Linked DNA regions of Mus musculus: region 2 is linked to region 1. A link is a contact called in public HiChIP or PLAC-seq data. All regions are on one chromosome and are shown on one strand. Each heading gives the region's core, a stretch centred on a gene start, on an enhancer-like site or on the middle of the called end of the contact. The rest is flanking DNA. Distances are from core to core; before and after follow the strand shown. Region 1 holds the start of Cstb (cystatin B). Region 2 has its middle 18 kb from the start of 2610008E11Rik.

Region 1 (4,775 bases), core at 1,253-3,752:
TTGTGGCTGAAGCTCCACGTCTTCATGTCTTTATTCTTAAACCTAAAGCGAGATCCCCCAAAAGCCCCCACAATAATGAATCACTGTGTTTTTGCGATGCTGGGCATTACACCAGAGCCTGATACCAGTTTATGAACGGTTCAGTGGCTAAAGACACTTGCTGTCATTCCTCATGACCTGAGTTCAATCCCAGGAAGCAATATGGTGGAAGGAGAGACTCACCTCCAGCAGGTTGTCCTCGGACCTCCAATGTGCACCGCGGCATGAACGTATATGCTCATGAGCATATCCGCCCGTAAATAAATGTAGAAGTAAAATAAACACATCACTTGCCTTTTCTTGGTATAGCTACATTATAACTGTGATTTGTTTGTTTGGAGACAGGGTTTCTCCGTGTAGCCCTGGGTGTCCTGGAACTCACTCAGTAGACCGACCAGTCTGGCCTTAACCTCCTGAGTACTGGGATTAAAGGCATGAGCCACCACTGCCTGGTGTGACTGTGATTTTTCAAACAAAGGGGAAAAAAATTAAAACTAAGGACACAATTCATATAGTCTCTAAAAATATATATTTAGAGAGATCATATACAGTTTTCTGAAAATAATTATTTGGAAGGATGCAAAATACAACGCAGTTTGAGAATCACAACAGAAGCTGCTCAACTCCCTTCTCTCCATCACCGAGGGGGGTTTTACTACGTGGTCCCAAACACAGGTGCAAAGGAGCCCCGAATCAGAAGTAGGAGAGCTCATCGTGCCTTTCTTTGTTGGTCTGATAGGAAGACAGGGTCAAAGGCTTGTTTTCATGGGGGAGGGGTTGAAACACCCTCAAGTGCACGCATTTATCTCCACCAACATCAACCTGGAGGAAGACAGACAGACAGACATGTGAGTGAAAGGTAAGGTTCCAGTTCCAGGCTTAACCCAGCCTTAGAAACTGAGCCAGAACAGGCCACCAGCCACTAACTTAGCCAGTGATAACCCTTGTCTCCTCCTTTAAGGCCGGGAACCCTAACACCCCAAATTCATCCTCTCAGAACATGTACATGTCCCCTTAAGGGGTTCTCTGCAGGAAGTTGCAGGACACTCTGCTCTACTCTGAGACTATGTCCCCAGTTCATGCCAAGCTACTATCAGTACCCACCTTGATGAAGAGGTTGGTGCCAGCCACTATCTGTCTCTTGAAGGATATGGCTTTAAAGACATCAAACTTCTGATTTTCTTTCGATTCAAGCTGGGACTTCACCTGGATGGTGGGTGAGAAGGAAGGACTTAGATTCATGCACAGGTGCCCCCACACACACACACTGCCAGCCTTCAATACTCCTCATTCCGGGGGACATGGTAAACTGTTGGCCCCACTGATAAAGAACAACACAGCTCCTTTTTTTTGGGGGGGGGGGGGACAGGGTCTCACTATGTAGCTATGGCTGGCATGGAACTAAGCAAACTGGGCTGGCTTCAAATTCAGAGAGACTCGCCTGTCTCTGCCTCCTGAGTGCTGATGTGGCACGTGGCCAAGGTTCCCTTGCCTGGCCAGTGTGTCTGTAACATTTCCTCATTTCTAGGGTCTCATGGAGCTGACTCACTCCTTCTTGGCCACTTCAGTCAGAGCAAACACCTCCCAAGATCAGCTAGGCTTAGTGGACAGGGTCCTGGGCTTGGGGCGTGGCAGGAGAGCTGAAGAGAGGATTTGTTTAACTTTTCTTCTCTTGCTAATACCCTGAACCTCCCCCTACCTTGTACTGAATCTCTGCTCTGCTAACAGTCACAGGAAGGGCAGCCCAGGCCCAAGGTCCACCCCCTCGTTTCAGACTAGGCACAAGCAAGTTCTACAACTTCTGGTTTTGATCCTTTTTTTTTTCCCTGAGGGGCGGTGTTGGTGATGGTGGTGGTGGTATCAGTTGAATTCCTGCCACTGAGCTAAACAGTCCTAGCTCTTTCTTTTGAGGAGACAAGCACAGTAGCCCAGTCTGGCTTTCTCTTGTTTAGGCCTGGGTGTAAGTCAAAAAGGTGCCGTCTAGGTTCTAACAGCTGCCTTCCTGAATTCTCTGGGACCACCGGATCCCTCCACCGATCCCGGGGCTAGTTCCCTAATAGGTGAGTGGCCCTCTTGTATGCAAGCGGCAGAAGACTCGCCCCAGTTCCCGGCCCTGAATCTTCCAACCAGATCCAGAGCCCCCAGCTCCCAGTCACACTTGTGGCCGCCCCGGAAACCCGCTGCAGGACCTGACCAGTCTGGGCAGGCCGGTCCCTGAGGCCGCCGGGTCTCCGCAGGCCTGGCTCAGACTGGCCTGACCTGGGCCCAGCCTCACCTGGTCGGCGACCTCCTGCGTCTCGGCCGTGGCTGGCATTGTGGCAGATGGCGCGCCACACATCATCTTGGCAGCAGTAGTCGGGGTAGCACGGAGAAGCTGAAGACAGATCCAACTAGGAGACCTGGGTGCCTGGACCCTAGAAAAACCTGGCTTGGCTCCGCCCCCCCGGACCCGTAGCACGTGACAGAGCGACGGGGCGGGGCGCCGCACCCTCTCGCTCGCTCTCTTTACTGTCACCACCCTCCGTTCCAGGCAGAGTCAGGAGACCCAGGCTGGGCGTGGGCGGAGGGTGAGGCATGGTGGGTGCTTCACGTCCTTTCCCTGAACGGACGCTAAGAAGGGTTTGGAGGCTGGGAGTCCTGATTGCCCCTCAATGGTCGTGAAGTGATTGTAGGAGTATCTCTGACCCGGCTTAGGGGCTTCCGGGTCCTCACAGGATGCAGAGATGTGAGAAGGGGTCCTAGTCTTTCCATGGAGTAGGTGGACACGAAGTACAGCCCTGGACATCTCAATTTCCCCTTGTCCTGTGACTATTAAGTGGGGGTCTTGATGGGTCCCTATCCCTCCTTCCATAGAGTGGATACAGAAATAGATGATTGAGGACCTAGAAGTCTCAGATCCCTGTTCCTTGACCCCTGGCCCCATCCTTTCCTCCCCTCCCCAACGTGGACTTAGTTTTTGGGTCCGGATAACCCCATGAAATAAGAGCTTATCTGGGAATTCCATTCTTTTTGAATGACATGGCCTTGTCAGGCGGTAGGCGGGGCTTGGGGATCCCAGCCCCAGCCCCACAGAGCTGGGTAGGTGGTCTATTCTGGGTGAGACTCTATTCTCACACACCCAACACAGGCTGGGAACCATGAGGACCCCGGATATGCCCTCTGTCAGTGCTCTTACTTGAGTGACCTTCAAACCCGAGTTTCCGTTTGCAAAACTGTCACAGTTGGATAGCAGGACATGATGGTATACACCTGCAATCCTGGCACTTGAGAGGCTAAGCTAACCTGACTATGCAGTGAGACCTTGGCTTAAAAAAAATAATTTGGGGGTGCAGAGGTAGCTCATGGTAAGGGGCTTGCCACGGAAGTGCGACAGCCTGAATTTGATATTTGGAACCCAGTCAAAGAGCCAAGTGAGGGGCTGGAGAGATGGCTCAGCAGTTAAGAAAACTGGCTGCTCTTCCAGAGGACCTGAGTTCAATTCTCAGCTCCCACATACTAGCTCACAACTCCAGTTCCATGGGATCCTATTTCTCCACCCCCTGGCCTCAATGGGCACTAGGGATGCAAGTGGTGCCCAGACATACATGGAGACTTGTGGTGGTGGCAGTCAACCCAAACTAAAACAGAAGTTAGTACCAGACACTGGAGTATTGCTGGGATTAGGCCTGGCCATGCTTTTGTTTGGAGGAATGTGGATTTTGGGTTAGAAAAGCAATTGATCACTTAATAGTTCATAGGGCCATAGTAGTAGGAATATGGAAGACAGTGGTGATGAAGGTGATGTGAGCTTTGGGGGTCTGGTTCAAGAGGTTTCAGAGGACAAAACTATTTGTATGTGGCCTACAGACTGTTCTCGAGCTTTGGCTAAGAACGTGGTTGCTTTTTTGCTCTTGTCTAAAAAGTCTTCGTGAGGCTAAATTTAAGTCTTTGGGATTAGTTGAGCTGGCAGAGGAAATTTCAAAATGGCCCAGTATCGACTCTCTTGTGTGGTTGTTAGTGGTCACTCTTATGAAGATCTATAATGAAAAGGAGCAAGCTGAGGAAGTAAAAAATACAAAATGTACAGAAAAGGGGGCACCAGGAAGTGGAAAGGAGCTAAATCCTGTTTTTTAAGGAGTTAAACAGGTAACAGAAAAGCCAAATGTTTACATAAAGGGAATGGTGACTTCAGGGCAAGAGTCTGCCCAGCTAAGCTTTCAGCCTGTGAAAAGGAATTAAAAGAAAGTTTAGAGCCAGGTGTGGCGGTGCATGCCTTTAATCCCAGCAGTTGTGTGAAGCCAGTTTTGTCTTCAGATCAAGTTTCAGGACAACCAAGCTCAGGCAGTGAAGGAAAGCAGGGGGTCAGTTCCCAGCCTCAGCAAGCAGCAGAACTTGGCAGCTTCGGTCACATGGTTCTGGCTTTAGAGGCAAGGATAGAAGACAGGGGTTATGGAATCTCCCTCTGAGGTCAAGGGAAGCTGCTGAGGCCAGGTATTGTCATGGGTGGAGGCCTATAGAGGCCATCACGTGAAGCTATGAAGCCTGGATTGCCTTGGAGAAACCAAGATATTGGAGATACCAGAGCCGAGGGATAGCTGTTGAGGAAAGCTGCTAACAGGGAGTGGAGCCAGCCCAGGAGAGAGAGGAATGCTGCAGCCAACACAGCTGAAAGAGTTGGAAATCTGAAGAGCACTTTGGCGTCAGACTTGGAGATGCAGAGCTTGGACTTTGCCCAGCTGGTTTTAGTCTTGCTTTGG
Region 2 (4,938 bases), core at 358-2,857, 690 kb before region 1:
CAGTGTTTAGTAGACAGACATGCAGATCTCTGAGTTCAGTCAATTTACAGAGCAAGTTCCAGGACAGCCAAGTTTAGGCAGTGAAAGAGCTAGAAAACAGAAAACTAGTGATAATGTAATAGAAAAAGGGGGTCATGTTCCAGCCCCAGCAAGCAGCAGAACTCAGCAGATTTGGCTTTAGAGTTCATAATAGAAGGGACTACTGGGAAAATTGGTGCTGGTTAGCTGGAGCTAAGAAATTAGTAGTGATTAAGAAGAGACCCATATCACTGAGGTGAAATCTTCTGGGAAGTGTTTTCTGGGAGCACAAACAAGATGTGTTCCAGAGATAGCTAAGGTTATATCTCATGCTGCAGCTGTACTTAGCAATATATAAGAGTAATATATGGTTTTGAAGGCATACAGGAGCCATGAAGAGCAACTGAGTCTTGGCACTGTGAGAGGCCATGGAAGGCCACTGATGAAGGTGCAGCTTCAGTTGCAGTTGACATCCCAGGAATGAAGGGGTCATGCAAAGCAGTTGAGGTTTGGCACCATGAAGAGAGCCTATAGAAGGTCATTGGTGAAGCCTAGTTGCAGGGGAAGATCCCAGTTTATTGAAAATGCCAGTCATGAGGATGATGACCAGCATCAGTAGCATCAGTGGAGTGGATCAATTTGAGCTTAGAGTTCTATGGAACACAGAGCTGTAGAAATAACACCAGCCCTTTGGAAGAGCCCAGAAGATCATGTGTGGAACTCAGACATTGGAACAAGAAGCTGTAATGTTGACGTTGCCTTGGAGACCTCAAGATGTTAAAGATGTCAGTGCTGTGGGATTTCTGCCAATGAAAGCTGCTAACAGAGAGTAGAAGCAGCCCAGGAGAAAGAAATTTGTTGCAGTCAACAAAGATGAAAAAGGAGTTGGAGATCTGAAGACTGCTTTGACATCAGAAATGGAGATACAGAGTTTGGAGTTTGCCCAGCTGGTTTCCTGTCTTGCTTTGGTGATTACAGTTAAGTGATTGTATGAATCTCAGAAGAGACTTTGAACTTTTGACTTTTAACATTGCTTAGACTGCTATAGGCTATGGGGGCTTTTGAAGTTGGACTAAATGTATTTTTTATTATGCTGTTGGTAGGTATGGGGCCCATAGACTCATGTGTTTGAATAAGCCTATAGGGCCCACGGTGTAGAATGTGATGGTTATGCTTGGTCCAGGGTATGGCACTATTAAGAGGTATGGTCTTGTTGGAGTACATGTGTCACTGTGAGTATGGGATTAAGACCCTCATCCTAGCTGCCTGGAAGTAAGTATTCTGCTAGTAGCCTTCAGATGAAGATGTAGAACTCTCAGCTCCTCTTGAATCATGCCTGCCTGGATGCTGCCATGTTCCTGTCTTGATGATAATGGACTAAATCTCTAAACCTGTAAGCCAACCCCAATTAAATGCTGTCTTTTATAAGAATTCACAGCAGTAAAACCCATATTTAGAAGAAATTCATCCAATTTCTGTCAAGCAATGGCCACTAGATGGCGAGATTTCACAGTGTTGTGGGAACCTTTGTGATCTGGGAATAGAATGCCACAGTTGTTGGCATACTCCCTGTGCTTCTTAGGTCTGGAGGTCAGAGAGGCTGTGTATTGCCAGTTGCTTGCCTTGAGAAGGGCTGTTGAGGGGAGATTCACAGGAGGACTCTGAAGGTCAGCCCAGCAGGCCATGATAAGTGCAGCCGCAGAGCTGGTGATGGGCAGAAGACTGGCAGCTTCTGCAGAGTTGGGGTGGGGGGTCTTTCAAGAGAGGTTCCAGAACTTTGTGGGTCTGCAGTCCCCCCTCTGTCATCTGGTCAGGGAGCAGCAGCCCAGCACTGCAGCAGTAGGCAAAGGAGAACCCCTTTGGGGACCCCTGCCCAAAGAAAGCAGATCCCTGACCAGGGAAATTCCTGAGCTATCAGAAAGAAAAAGTTAACGACTCTCTGAAGTACAGACAAGGGTATAATGTTTATAACTTAAGCTCTTATGACATTTAGAGAATGTTAAAACAAAACAGAACATAACTTTAAGAATTCCTAAGGAATGACAAGGCCTGAGAAACAGAAGGAAATACAAGTAATTTCCTTTTAAACAGGATGCATCTGCTTAAGCCACTCTTCTTACGTGTTCTTATAGCAGATTCATAATTCACTATTTTAGTGAAAACTTAGCTGGATTTGAAATGCTAAAGGCCTTTTAAGTTTTTTGTAAGTTTAAAGATTACTTTTTATAGATTCAAGCATTGGGTGTTAAAAGGCATTATTCTGTATGCTCTGGGCTTATACATCATTACACTGAGTTCTAGTTGTGATTAGTGCCACAATAAGACAGTTTCCAAATAAGGAAACTGAGACTTCAGATTATGAAGCTTTTTAAAGGTCCATTTTGTGTAGCAATGTATATATGTTATCTCCAGCTGTGTTTTCCATATGAACACTTCATAGAAATTATGTCAGCTGAGCTTGGTGCTGCATGCCTATAGAATCCGAGTAGGCAGACTGATCCCATGTTTGAGGTCAGACTGGGCCACATAATGAAGCCATTGTGAGAATCTGACTCAAAAATAAATAACAAACAAATGTACAAACAAACAAACAAACAAAAACACAAAGGGAAGAAATTGGTCTTGGTGACACAAGCTTACTTGTTGAGCCCAGAGATTGAGATGTCAGGGCCAGGACATTTAGAGTTCAAGGATATGTTTAGCTACATAGTGAAGTTTGAGGCAGGTCTGGGCTACATGAGATATTTTCTGAAAAAAATCGAACTGAATTGAACCATACATCTCACCTTTTTCTGACAGACCCTACACTGAGAAAATAGACATTGAAATTGAAATCCATGTTGGTTGACTGATGTCACAATGGTCAGTGGCTCCTAGTCAGCACCAAGTGCTAGGCTCAGGGCTAAATACTGTAGATTTCTCACAGACATCCCAAAGGTTGGGAAATGAGGTTAGGGACTGTGCCATCAATTAATCCTGCTACTGGCATGAAACAGTAAGGGTGACGAGAATGGAGACAACAGAGATCCCACATATGCAGGAGGACTGGTTTTGTTTTGTGTTTGACCAGCCATGAGTGTGTGAAAGTGCATTCTCATGATATTTGTAGTCATGCTGGAATTTTCATAGAGTAACAGCTGTAATATCAACCAACACCTGTGTGTGTGTGTAAAACACATTTCATGTAATCCAAACTGGCCTCCAATGTGTGTTGTAGACAAGGCTGTCCTTAAACTCCTAGACATCTTCTTTCTGTCACCTCCCAAGTGCAGAAATTACACATGTGCACCAAAACATGTGTCTTGTTTTCTTACAGTCTAGGCTACCCTGAAACTTGCCAGCCTCAATCTTTTTTGTTTTTGTTTTTAAAATATTTTTATTAGATATTTTCTTCATTTACATTTCAAATGTTATCCTGAAAGTCCCCTATACCCTCCCCCCACCCTGCTTCTCTACCCACTAACTCCCACTTCTTGGCCATGGCATTCCCTTGTACTGGAGCATATAAAGTTTGCTAGACCAAGGGGCCTTTCTTCCCAATGATGTTCGACTAGGCCAGCTTCTGATACATATGCAGCTAGAGACACGAGTTCTGGGGGTAATGAGTAGTTCATATTGTTGTTCCACCTATAGGGTTGCAGACCCCTTTAGCTCCTTGGGTGCTTTCTTTAGCTTCTCCATTGGGGGCCCTGTGTTCCATGCAATAGATGACTGTAAGCATCCATTTCTGTATTTGCCAGGCACTGGCATAGCCTCACACAAGACAGTTATATCAGCGTCCTTTCAGCAAAATCTTGCTGGTGTATGCAATAGTGTCTGCATTTGGTGCCAGCCTCAGTCTTAAACCTTCCCATCACCAGGTTTAACAGGGGTCACCACTACACCCAGTACAGGTCAGCCCTTAGTGAATGCATACATAGTACATAGGACTGATACGAGGAAGTGTACACCTTTTTTAAAAAAATCAATCACTTTAAATGTTTTTCTCTTTTTTCCACAGTGATATAGTTTTTGACAAGCTGGTGGTATGATGGCATTAGACCATACTAGTCTTAGCACTCTTGAGGTCATGGTTCAATCTCTGGGTTTGAAAAATCACAATTGAAAGTTATGACTCAAGAAGAGAGAGAGAGAGAGAGAGAGAGAGAGAGAGAGAGAGAGAGAGAGAGAGAGAGAGAGAGAAAGGGAAGGGGAGGGAAGGGAAGGGGAGGGAAGGGAAGGGAAGGGAAGGGAAGGGAAGGGAAGGGAAGGGAAAGAGAGGAGAGGAGAGGAGAGGAGAGGAGAGGAGAGGAGAGGAGAGGAGAGGAGAGGAGAGGAGAGGAAATTATAGCTCTAGCCAGGCACAGTGGTTGGCACCTAAAGTCTGAGTGTTTGTGAGGTGACAGGAAGTCAGAACTTCAAGGATATCTATCTATCTATCTATCTATCTATCTATCTATCTATCTATCTATCTATCTTCATTCAAGTCCAGCTTAAGCTACAAGGAACCAGGTCTCAAGAAAACAACAAAGAAACAGAAAAGAAGACAGACAACCCTGACATTCTAACGTATATCAACCAGAATGGTTAAGATCAAAAACTTGAGTGACGAGACATGATGATGAGAATGTGGAGAAAGGGGACCATTCCTCCATTGCTAGTGGGAATGCAAACTTGTACAGCCACTCTGAAAATCTAACTGGCAGTCTCTCAGAAAATTGGAAATAGTTCTACCCGAAGACCGCTATACCCGCTCCTGGGTTTATACCCAAAATAATTCTACCATACCACAGGGACACATGCTCCACTATTGTCATAGCAGCCTTATTCATAATAGCCAGAAACTGGAATCAACCCAGATGTCCCTCAGCTGAAGAATGGATACAGAAAATGTGGTTCATTTATGCAATGGAATACTAACCAGCTATTAAAAAGAAGGAC

The links. HiChIP or PLAC-seq counts read pairs in DNA pulled down with a chosen protein or histone mark.
Region 2: a contact with region 1 is called in an H3K27ac HiChIP or PLAC-seq map of the NIH/3T3 cell line, with 7 times the contacts expected there. The contact joins the enhancer-like site here to the promoter of Cstb in region 1. A contact is called at or near these places in 8 of 39 promoter capture datasets (the 3T3-L1 cell line, 3T3-L1-derived adipocytes, hippocampal neurons and 3 more) and 3 of 115 datasets of contacts at active chromatin or transcription factors (the NIH/3T3 cell line, astrocytes and embryonic forebrain).

The regions. Positions count from the first base shown.
Region 1 is chr10:78,423,397-78,428,171 of GRCm38.p6, reverse strand. It overlaps Cstb (cystatin B), which reads right to left and starts at 2,502. Exons shown (of 3, transcript NM_007793.3): 1 at 2,315-2,502; 2 at 1,144-1,245; 3 at 550-861. The coding sequence starts at 2,380. The coding sequence ends at 733.
Region 2 is chr10:79,113,335-79,118,272 of GRCm38.p6, reverse strand. No RefSeq gene overlaps it. Among named protein-coding and RNA genes, the nearest start is that of 2610008E11Rik, 18 kb to the right of the region's middle. Within about 2 kb of position 1,607, at least 58 of the 459 cell types and tissues checked have an H3K27ac peak or open chromatin away from gene starts, as enhancers often do. A contact at or near this core is called in the NIH/3T3 cell line, where this site is marked.